Regions from separate parts of the Muntiacus reevesi genome. Here all the other regions are linked to region 1. The links are chromatin contacts, called in public Hi-C maps. All regions are on one chromosome and are shown on one strand. Each heading gives the region's core, a stretch centred on a gene start, on an enhancer-like site or on the middle of the called end of the contact. The rest is flanking DNA. Distances are from core to core; before and after follow the strand shown. Region 1 holds the start of LAMP2 (lysosomal associated membrane protein 2). Region 2 holds the start of TMEM255A (transmembrane protein 255A). Region 3 holds the start of ZBTB33 (zinc finger and BTB domain containing 33).

Evidence for each region. Hi-C and Micro-C count contacts between places; a contact is called where the count stands out from the background.
Region 2: a Hi-C map of blood shows a contact between it and region 1, with 3 times the contacts expected there. The contact joins the promoter of TMEM255A here to the promoter of LAMP2 in region 1. A contact is called at or near these places in 2 of 3 Hi-C or Micro-C datasets (blood and muscle).
Region 3: a Hi-C map of blood shows a contact between it and region 1, with 3 times the contacts expected there. The contact joins the promoter of ZBTB33 here to the promoter of LAMP2 in region 1. A contact is called at or near these places in 2 of 3 Hi-C or Micro-C datasets (blood and muscle).

What each region holds. Positions count from the first base shown.
Region 1 is chrX:129,749,289-129,752,635 of mMunRee1.1, reverse strand. LAMP2 (lysosomal associated membrane protein 2) reads right to left here and starts at 1,953. Exons shown (of 9, transcript XM_065914805.1): 1 at 1,746-1,953. The coding sequence starts at 1,944.
Region 2 is chrX:129,890,331-129,893,656 of mMunRee1.1, reverse strand. TMEM255A (transmembrane protein 255A) reads right to left here and starts at 1,630. Exons shown (of 9, transcript XM_065915422.1): 1 at 1,433-1,630. The coding sequence starts at 1,490.
Region 3 is chrX:129,948,285-129,951,961 of mMunRee1.1, reverse strand. It overlaps ZBTB33 (zinc finger and BTB domain containing 33), which reads left to right and starts at 2,355. Exons shown (of 2, transcript XM_065915421.1): 1 at 2,355-2,815.

The DNA of each region.
Region 1 (3,347 bases), core at 704-3,203:
GAAGACGACAAATGTCTTAATTTTAGTCTGGAAATAGTTTTGATCTGACAGGAACTCTCCCCCCCAAAGATCCTTAAGAATCACTAGATGATCCAGACCCCTTCCAACGCCATGGCTTTGGAGCCAGATTCCTCATCTTTTGGCACTACTGCCATTCTGAGATGGGTGGGGTGGGGGAGGGCTGTCCTGTGCCTTATGGGATGTTTAGACGCACCACTGGCCTCTTCCCACTAGATGCCAAAAGCAATCCCCAGTGATGACAACCCAAATGTCTCCAGACATTGCCAAATGCCCCCTGGGTGAGAATCCACCATTCCACGTGTTGACTTTATTCTTCTACTGAAATGCTTATTACAAAATGTGTGCCTTTCATTCCCCTTCCCGGGCCCCTAATGTATCTATTTCTTCTCTACTGGATGGCATCACCGACTCGATGGACCTGAGTTTGAGTAAACTCCGGGAGCTGGTGATGGACAGGGAGGCCTGGCGTGCTGCGATTCATGGGGTCGCAAAAAGTCGGACATGACTGAGCGACTGAACTGACTGACTCCCATCTGAGTCTGCCCCTTCTGGTCTTTTATTAGGTCACAAATGGCAAGAGTCAGGTAGCAACAAGCTCTGAATTTATCAGGTCAGGAAGAAACACTCTGGTCAAAGTTCACCTTTCAGGCATTTAAAGGCCTCGGGGACCTAAAGCTTGCGGGTCGAGGGGTGGGGGTGGGGGTGGGGCGCGGGGCGCTCTCAGCGCCAGCAGTCAGCCAGTCATCCTTAGGACCTAGTAAAAACCCGATCCTTAGAAAATCACCTGCCCTCCTTCTCCTCCGAAAACCAGGCGGTAATAGGCCAGTTGTGTGAGAGAGAAGAAAAGGAGCTTCTGAACGCAAAGTGGCAGTATACAAGATTCAGATACACCACTCCCAAAACCTCAATATCGGGGGACTTTTTTTTAATCGGTCTAACTGGAAGGAAGTAACAAAACTAGTTTAAAAAAAAAAAAAAAACAATTATGTCCTCAGCACCTCCAAGTCAGATATTCACTCCCCATCGAAGTTTGTATTCATCCCTTTTAGTCTCCGGAGGTTGGGCACAAGTTTTCTCGTCTGGAAATTGCCCCAGCTACCTTAGCTTCCCCATCGACACTCCAAGTGCCAAACCTCAATTTATCATCTCTTTAATCACCCTTCCTCCACAGCGTTAAACTCCTACCCCACCAAGCCTCTTACTGCCCCTCAGAATCTCCCCCTCTTTGTCCCCCGCCCCCCTTAACCCGAGCTCTTCTCCACGCAGGCAGTCCCCTTCCGCTCTCAATTTTCTCTCCCGCCCCACAGGGTCCCACCATCTTCAAAACTCTTCCTTGATCCTAGGACCAGGACTCTTAATCGTCCGTGCCACCCCAGAATCCGCACGTACCGCTCTCCCACGCTCACCTCTCCTTAGCATCTCCCCCAAGTTACTCTTTCCGCCCGCAGTGCTCCACTCCTCACTCTTCCCTACCTACTCCCTCGGCGTCCACCCCCACCCCTTGCTCCTTTTTATTCTCACGGGCCCTTTTCCCTCGCCATCCCTCGGTCGGGCCTTCTTCGCTAGGTCACTGCTCATCACCTCGGGCCAAGCGCCAACGCCCAGTGTCTGTCGTTCAGCCTCTCAGCCCCCTCCCCTCAGGACCAGTCTTTCAGGTTACGGCCTCTGAACTGGGAGCCCCGGGCCCAGGATCGGGGACTAAGCAGAAGGGCCCGACAACTCACCCAGGACGAGGCAGAGGAGAACGAACCCAGAGCCCGGAACCGGGGCGAGGCGGAAGCACACCATGATCCCACAGAGCGGGCGGCGGCGACAAGAGCAGCGACAGCAGGGAAAAGGCTCGCGGAACCCTGACAGGAATGCCGCTGACCACCGACCACAACGCTGCAAAAGCCAGGACTCGGCGCTTCCAGCGCGGGTCATAAGACCAGGGGCGGGACTCTTTCTTGCCTTCAGCCAATCTGCGCGCTTGAAAGCGGCCCTAGGGGTGGTGATGCTTGGGCCCAGCGGGCGGGGTGACCACGCCCTGGCTTTTTGGTTCACAGTCATTTTTATGCTCCTAAGAGATGCGCGCGGACGGCCCTTTCTGAGGTTTTTAAAGAGAGACGAACTTTTTGGGGGTGGGGGGGTGTAGATAGTATAGATTATTTCAGTTCCGACTCCTTGAGAATACTTTTGCTGGAGTAAAAATGGTTGCTAGGTATTGCAACGTCATACCTACAGAAATAAAACATGATTATTCTCCAAACACTGTTGCCCATGCAGTTCATGTCATTAAAAGGACAAGGGAGCTAGAGGGTGATATGGAGTCAGTGAACGCCAGAGCAGGCCTTGAAGTTCACCTAGTTACAACACCCTGTTTTTCAGATGGGGAAACTGAACTCAAAAAGAGGAAGAGTCTTGTTTAAATATAGAAAGAAAGAAAATGAGGAAGAGAGAAATAGAAGGACAAGGGAAGAAAGGATCATCCATATTCCTAGTACACAGAAAGAGACACCATTATCTACCTGTCCATCCAACAAGCTGTTTTTCCTCTACCTATACACATGTAAATATTCTTTAATTAGAATTCACGCTAAACACATTATTTGGTACAGTTGACAATTGAACAGATGAAACCTAAACTCTTCAACAAATGAAAGCATTCAAAAACTATAAAGATCTCAAATTGGGACAAAACATTGATTCTCAAATGTTAGTTTCCAAAAGTGTCATCTGGGGATTTTTAATAACATGCAGAATCCTCACCTCATTCCCCAGAGATTCTGAAACAGTAGGTCTGTGGCACTCCTAGGAATCAGTTCTTTTGTTTTAACAAGAACTCCAAGTGACTCTGATTCCTATGGTTCCCAGACTACATTTCGAATACCAGAAAATAGAGCTTCAAAATCATCTAGTCCCAGGAGATCTTAATCTGGTTCCAATGGATGAACTAGGGGTGGGGGATAGGTGTCTGTGAATCCCCCAACATTACAGGCAAGATTTACATATGTGTATTTTCCTGAGGAAGTTGGTAGTTTTTACTATTTCTTAAGTAGGACCTGTGACTTCTCACCCTAACACCCACCCCTGCTCCAATATTATAAGATCTGTTCCCCTACTGTCCTTCGCTTGAATGTGATGAATTCCTGAAAGTGAGAACACTGAATGTGTTCTGTCATGAGTGAAACTGACTGCCGCATTGATAAGGCTAGGAAGTAGCTCTGTCCTGGAGAACCTGCAGCTGAGTTGAGCGCTCAGAAGTGAGCCCTCCCCCCAATTATTTTTATTTTTTTATTTTGGCTGTGCTGCATGGCATGCAGGATCTTAGTTCCCCAACCAGCTTT
Region 2 (3,326 bases), core at 381-2,880, 140 kb before region 1:
TTCGGATCCGAGTCCTTGGCCTTATTTGTACCACGTTGCAAATAACTACACCCTTAAAAATAATTTTTTAAAAAAGCAAATTCTTGTACTGAATAGGCAAAACCATTAAAAAACGGATCTTTCCACCATCCAAGAGATCTGGGGCCCCTCGGGTGAACGAATTCTGTTGAGACGGAGTCTTTTGCAGGCAGTAGGGAGCTTACGTAGGGAGTTCAATCCTCTCCCTGCCCCCTCCCCTCGATGTTCCCGCAAATTCTTTGGAGAAGACCTGAGCAGGCTGGATGGCCAGAATTCGGGACAGAGGGATTTTGCAGAATGTAAAGTATGTTGGAAAGCGGGGATTCGATGTGGTTCAAATGTATCCGAGGCGAATGTGAAGATTAGGTGGAATCGTGGCTTGACGATCCCCTCCCGCTCTCCTGGGCTCCAAATTAATTTCTCCGCCCAGTGAAATCATAGGTCTTGGGTAGGTGCCTAACAGCTGAGGGGGGACGGGGGTTTTTGTTTGTTTGTAACTACCTAAAAGCGGCTTCGAGGAGCAGCCAAGTTTATGCCTGGAGGCAGCTGTCCCCCACTTTTCATGAGAAAAGGTGTTGAACAAAATCAGGCTAGTGGATCCCCCCCTCCCCCTCCCTTCCACCCGGAGAGGAAAAGCGAGACTTCAGAAGATACGCGGGCTCGCGCTCGCTCTTTCTTGCGCTTTCACTCGTTCTCCCCCCCTCCCCCTTTTTTTTTTACAAACAACGCACACTCCGTGCACTAGGAACAAAATAGGAATCAAATTCAAGGAATGTTGATCCTAACGCTGCAGACTGCCGAGCTGTGCTGTCTTGAGAGATTCCTAAGGAATTCCCCTCCTGCCAGCCCCCCGCCCCGTTTCTTCTTACCCCCCTCCTGCCGCCCATCCCCCAGGGTTGCGCAAACCCCCCCATCAGCGAGGTGCAAGTCAGGCTTCCCCCCACTGCAGCTCTGAATTTCAGGGCAGCTTCGACTGAGTTGGGAGGGGGCGAGGACCCTGTTTCTTCTAATTATCTTTAGTGGTGAGCTCTTAGAAGTGACGGGGACTTTGCAAAGAGGGAGCGTCGAATGGAAAGCGAAGGCGCAGGTTGCAGGGAAGTGTTTTGATCCCCCAGACAGCTGAGATTTACCGCCGGCTGCAAGTCTGTCGGTACACGCACACGAACACGCGCACACCCGCACTCCGGTAAGGGATACTCCGACGCAAGCTGGGCGCTCGCAGCTCCGCGCGTCGCCCCCGCCCCCGCCGCGCCGCTCCCCTGGGGCTCGGGTCCGCGACCCCGATGCTGGGGCGCACGGACCCCCCTCCCTCGCCCCGCTTCCCGCCCGCTGGCTCCCCGGGGCGGCCCGGGCGCTCGCGGTCCAGGGGGCAGCGTACTCACTCCTGGCCGCCGCCGCCCTGAGCTAGACTTACCCATGGAATCCGGCAGGGACATGTCGCTGGACCGCTGCTGAGTCAGGGACTGATGCATGGTGAGAACTGCCCTGTGGCCCCGGACCCCGAAGCTGCTTCAGGAGCCCCCGGCTCAGGGCGCCCCGCAGAGCATCCTACTCCGCGGCTGCCGCTCCCCGTCCCTCCGGAGAGCTGAGAAGAGACTGCCTCGGTTGCAAGCTGCAGCCCAAGAGCCTCCTCCCCCTCCCTTCCCCTCTTCTCCCTCCCTCCTCTCCTGCCTCCCTCTGCTCCGGGAGGCAGCAGCATTGGCGGTCCGAGCAGCGACGTGCGCTTGCGCAAGACCCCTCTCCTCCCTCCCCCTCGCCCCCCCCATCCTAGTTATCCACCTCCCAGCCTCCCAAGCCAGACAGGGAGCCGTTTTAGCCCCTTGGGGCCGGGACTGCGTAGAGAAAGAGGGGGAGGCTACAGCCTGGGGCCGAGTGGCCTTCTCTGTACTTTGGAGAGAGGGTCTTGGGCTAGCATCCTGTTCTAGGATTTACAGTTGGGGAGGGGGCAGAGTAAGAGGTTCAGAGCTGAGAACACACACACACACACACACACACACACACGCACATTTGTGCAGGTTTGGTCTTAGTGCTTCCAGAATGACATAATGGAGCTGGAGATGATCCAGAGAAGGGCCACTCTATAATCAAGGGGATGGGGGAGGGTGGAGGGGGTTGCCATATGAAGATAGATTAAACAAATGCAGACTCTTCAGTCTAGAAAGATAAAGGCTGGGAAGGGATGCGACTAGAGTGTATAAAATTATGCAGAGATGGAGCAAGGGATCACAGCCTTATTCACCAACTCTGAGAATTCTAGAACCAACGGCCCCCTAAAAGCTAGATGTAGATTAAGCAAAAGCAAATATGACTCTGCATCAGCACCTGAATTTGTGCTTTTGTTTAAGGTTCTTTTAGGTCAATGATCTCATTTTCTCATCACAGCAGCCATGCAAGGCAGGAAGAGGAGGTATCAATAGCTCCATTTTACAGATGGAGAAACTGACTCTCAGAGAAGGGATGAAAAATTCCTGTATTCACTCAGCTAGTCAGTGACAGAGGTGGAATGTGAACCTAGGTTGGTTGGATTCCCAGGTCAGTGCTCTTCCTGCTAAGACAGCTAGTAGAGAAATGCTATTGTGTATAGCACGTTGAAAACCTAAAGAATTCATTAGCCTAGAAAGGTGCAACAGGGTGAAAACACAAGTAACTTCGCCAAGAGTGAGAAAGTCATGACTGACAGACCCTCTGTGGATTGCCGAGGGAAAACGGGATGCAGTAGGAAGGTCCCTGCTCTTGGAGAACAACCAGGTCCTCCCCCAGCCTGTCCTTCCGGACCCCCCCAGGCTCTTGGACTGGAATCACTCTGTTGTTGGCCCAGAGGATGGTTCTGACGTCTCCCAAATGGCAGAACAAGAGGAGGTCTCCTTGGTGTGCCTTGAGACATCTGCCTGGTGGCCAAGGGAGGTGAAAGGTGACGGAGGGGAGAGCAGTGGGTGAATCAATGGTTTGAAGGCATTAATTCTGCCCCAGTGAGAGCTCCCGGGCTCTGCTTGCAGGCCTCCTTCCGACCACCTCCCCCTGATGACTGCTACAACCCTCTCTCCATGTGTACCCTCAAAACACACCCAGATCAAGTATAAAACTCTTCCTGAGAGTTGATGGGATGAAGAAGAATACCTGTTTCTGTCCAACTCTGGCTTGCTAATCTACTTTCTTTCCTCACCCAGGAAATGGAACCAAAGGCCCTTGTCCTTTCCCATCTTCCCAAGGAAGAAGAGACGCTTCCCGAAGGTTGAAAAGGGAGCCCTTTGTCAAGAACTTGGGCGCCCCAGGGGCCAGGCTGAAGGCCGTGTCAGGTATTATTAGCA
Region 3 (3,677 bases), core at 1,106-3,605, 200 kb before region 1:
AGAAAATATTGCAATGATCTTTGTCAAAGAGTGTTTTCCCTATGTTCCTATCTAGGATTTTTATGGTGTCATGTCTTACATTTAGGTTTTTAAACAAGTTTGAGTTGATTTTTGTATATGGTGTGAGGGAGTGTTCTAATTTCATTGATTTACATGTAGCAAGCTTTCCCAGCACCACTTGTTGAAGAGACTGTCTTTTCTCCATTGTATATTCTTGCCTCTTATGTCGTAGATTAATTGACCTTAGGTGTGGGGGTTATAGGCAGTTTCTTAATTTTAGCTTAGTTTTTGCTGAGTTAGGGAGTGAGCCACGTGGACAGAAGGGAAGAGGCAGGTTTCTACACTTTGAAGTAACAGGCCTTCATCATACCTCAGCTGGGGTTCCACACTTTTAAAGCCCTTTCAGGAAGGGGATAAAGGCTAGGCAATTCGGTTGGAGGTCTTGGTGTTTTACATCAGCTGTTGGTGCTGATGTAAAAGAAATTATATTGCATCTTACAGTTTACTGAGAGGTAACCAACACCTATTTGATATCAAGAGTGGCAGTTACTATGATCTATATTTCAAAGAAATATCTTGTTTTAGTTTTTGTCAACAAAGCTACTGAAAGATAAATATATCCTAAACTTTCAAGATGTACTTTGTCCTATTTCCTAAATATTTTTTTGCTACTAAATTTTGTGAGAGGATGACTCAGAAAAATGATCATTAATGTTCTGAGTAATTTTGTTAAGTGCTCAGTTGCCAGGAAAACATTACCATCTGTCTTAATTTCTTTTACAACAGCACACTTCTATTTTCCATGAAATGTGTTTATATTAATAATGCAGTGATTCCCACATAGTTTTTTTTTTTTTTTTTTTACAATACAAAACCTTGGAGAAACATCTAGGGAATTTCGTATGGAGTTCCTATCTCCATGTGAAAATACAGCTGCATTACACTACTTTGATATTTTACTATGTGACTTGACTTTATTGAGAATGTAGAATAGATTAGAGGTCAATAGATGATGACATCCTTGTCTGCTTTTATGTTGAAGAAAATTAAATATAGTTAGTAAATCTGTTTTTATTCTGGAATATCCTGATGGACATTTTCTTCAGGATTTTTGTAGGAAGGAAGTGGAAGGATTCCAACTGAATGGTAAATAAGTGCTAATTCAAGTTTTTGGAAACTGATGCAATTATTATCCTGTATATATATTTTTTTTTTTTAAAAAGAAAATGAACATAGTGAATGGCTCTAATTGTTGAAGAAAATGCTACTATTTTGGTTCCTTAGTTGAATATGATCAATAACCAGCCTGAAGGGAAATATTTGACTCTTCAAACACCCATCCTGTCACTTCATTCATCATATACTCAGTCAGAAGTGGATTACCAGAGGAGTTTTTCAAATTACCACAACTCATTCATGTATTCATTCACTTAACAATTATTGAACACCTACTATCTGTGGACAGTAAAGCCCTCTGTGCAGGAAGTGCTATGTAAATAAAAGTAATAAATACACACAATGCAAGTGTTACTATTTATCTTTCAAGATGCAGCTCTAATTCAGTTTGCTAGTTCCTTCTCTGTGTTCTGTATTTTGTCGATGTTTGTATACCTATCTACTGAGCTCTTTGAAAAGGTAGAGACCTTGGCTCATTCATTTTGTATTCCACACAGTCTAACATAAGATTTGGTACAGATCAAACAGGTGGTCAGAAAAGAGAAGTTGCAATGAAGGAATTAACAATATTGTATCATTTAGTATTCAGTTGAGAAGATAGTACTTACCCAAAAACTGATTTCTTCAAAGCAGGTGTTAGAATGTGCTTGTTATCCTACAACTGGAATTATAAATCATGACTTGATTCATTACTTACATACTTTCATTCATTACAATGATTACAATATAATAATTGATTATATTCATTCTGATTATTTGTCAAGGTGGTTTCAGTTCAGTTCAGTCACTCAGTCGTGTCCGACTCTTTGCAACCCCATGGACTGCAGTACGCCAGGCTTCCCTGTCCATCACCAACTCCCGGAGCTTGCTCAAACTCGTGTCCATCGAGTCAGTGTCCATCGAGTCCAACCATTTCATCCTCTCTCATCCGGTTCTCCTCCCGCCTTCAATCTTTCCCAGCATCAGAGTCTTTTCCAATGAGTCAGTTCTTCGCACCAGGTGGCCAAAGTATTGGAGCTTCAGCTTGAGCATCAGACCTTCCAGTGAGTATTCAGGACTGATTTCCTTTAGGATTGGTTTAGCGCCTAACAGGCTATTAAATAGGGCAGTCTCGAACTTTCAAAAGAAATGAAACCTTATTAGTCTCTCGAAGTTTTTACGCCCTGGAAGCTTACACGAACGTAGAGAAAAGGGACTAGTATCCCTCGCATCCCAACCGTTATTGCCGCGTTGCCCCATCTTTCCGTTTTCTCACCCTTTCGCCCTCCGGAAGGGGCCGAGCGCTCCCGGCGCTTCCCAGTCTTCCTCCACCCCTTGCGGAAGGAGTCGAAGGCGGAGCGGGGCGCCGAAGTGGGACGGCCTAGCGCTCGGACCTCTCCGGAAAGAGCCGAACGGCGCTCGGAAGAGGAGGGCTCCTTCGTCTTCGGCGTCTCGCCCCCGCGCGGTGCCCTCTGTCGGCCGCGTGAGGCAGCGGTGGCAGCGGTGGCGGCGGGAGGCGGTAGCCGCGTCGACGTTGACCAAGACTGGAGCGACGTTTAAAGAAGGAGCCGAATCGCCGCAGAGTCCGGCTTCTGACTGTTGGAGGATTCCCACCCTTCCGCGCGGGCCGACGACGAGAAGCGGCGGCGCCGGGAAGCAGGTGAGGAACCGGCTGCGACCCGGGAGGGGGCGAGGGAGCGCGCCGGCTTCCTCCGTCTCTGGGCCGCGCCTGCCTTCGCTTTCTCCTCACTTGAACCAGGAAGCGGCGGAGTCGGAGGCTCCGCTCCTCCGGCCCTTTTCTTTGTGTGGGCTCGGGAGCGAAGGAGGGGACGAACCGGGAGGGCCGCAGCGCGGTCCCCTCCGCCGTCAGGGGCCGTCAGGGCCCGGGGTAGGCCCGGAGCTTGGGGAGCCCACCGCGGAGAACCACTCGGCGTTTTCCACGGCCCTCGCCTGCCTTTTTGCGCCAGTTCCCCCTCCTCACCCCGACTTTGATTTAGAGCTTTTCGGCCAGGCCCATCCTCCCCTTCCCAGGGCATAACAATGCCGCCTGCTTGGCCACATCCCCTCCCAACACCCCACCCTCCGCTTCGCCACCTTCTACTTTCTCTGGCCGGCCGCCTCGCCCGACTACCCCCGCCCTGACCGTGCTGGCCGGCCTTCCATCTGTATTTGCAAGAAACTGCTTTTCCACGTGAATCCTGGTTGAAAAACTCGGTTGCAGCCAGCCGGGTGCGAATGGGGAAGAGGGAGTGGACAGAGGGAGATGGGGTTCAGCTGCCGCGTTGTGGAAGCCGCGTGTAGGTTGTTTCACTCTCGCGGGTGGCGTCTCTCTTTTCCAACGTCACCTGCCCTCGGTCAAGGATTTGCCTCACGGGCGTGCAGAATGGCTTTTCCACGGTCAGGTCGCGGATCTGGGGTTGGGATGGGTTCAGACCGATTTGTGCTGATCCTGGGTCCACCTGGACGGGAAAGACAAAATGAAACCAAGTCCTGGTGTAACCTGGACGCATATATTGAAATTC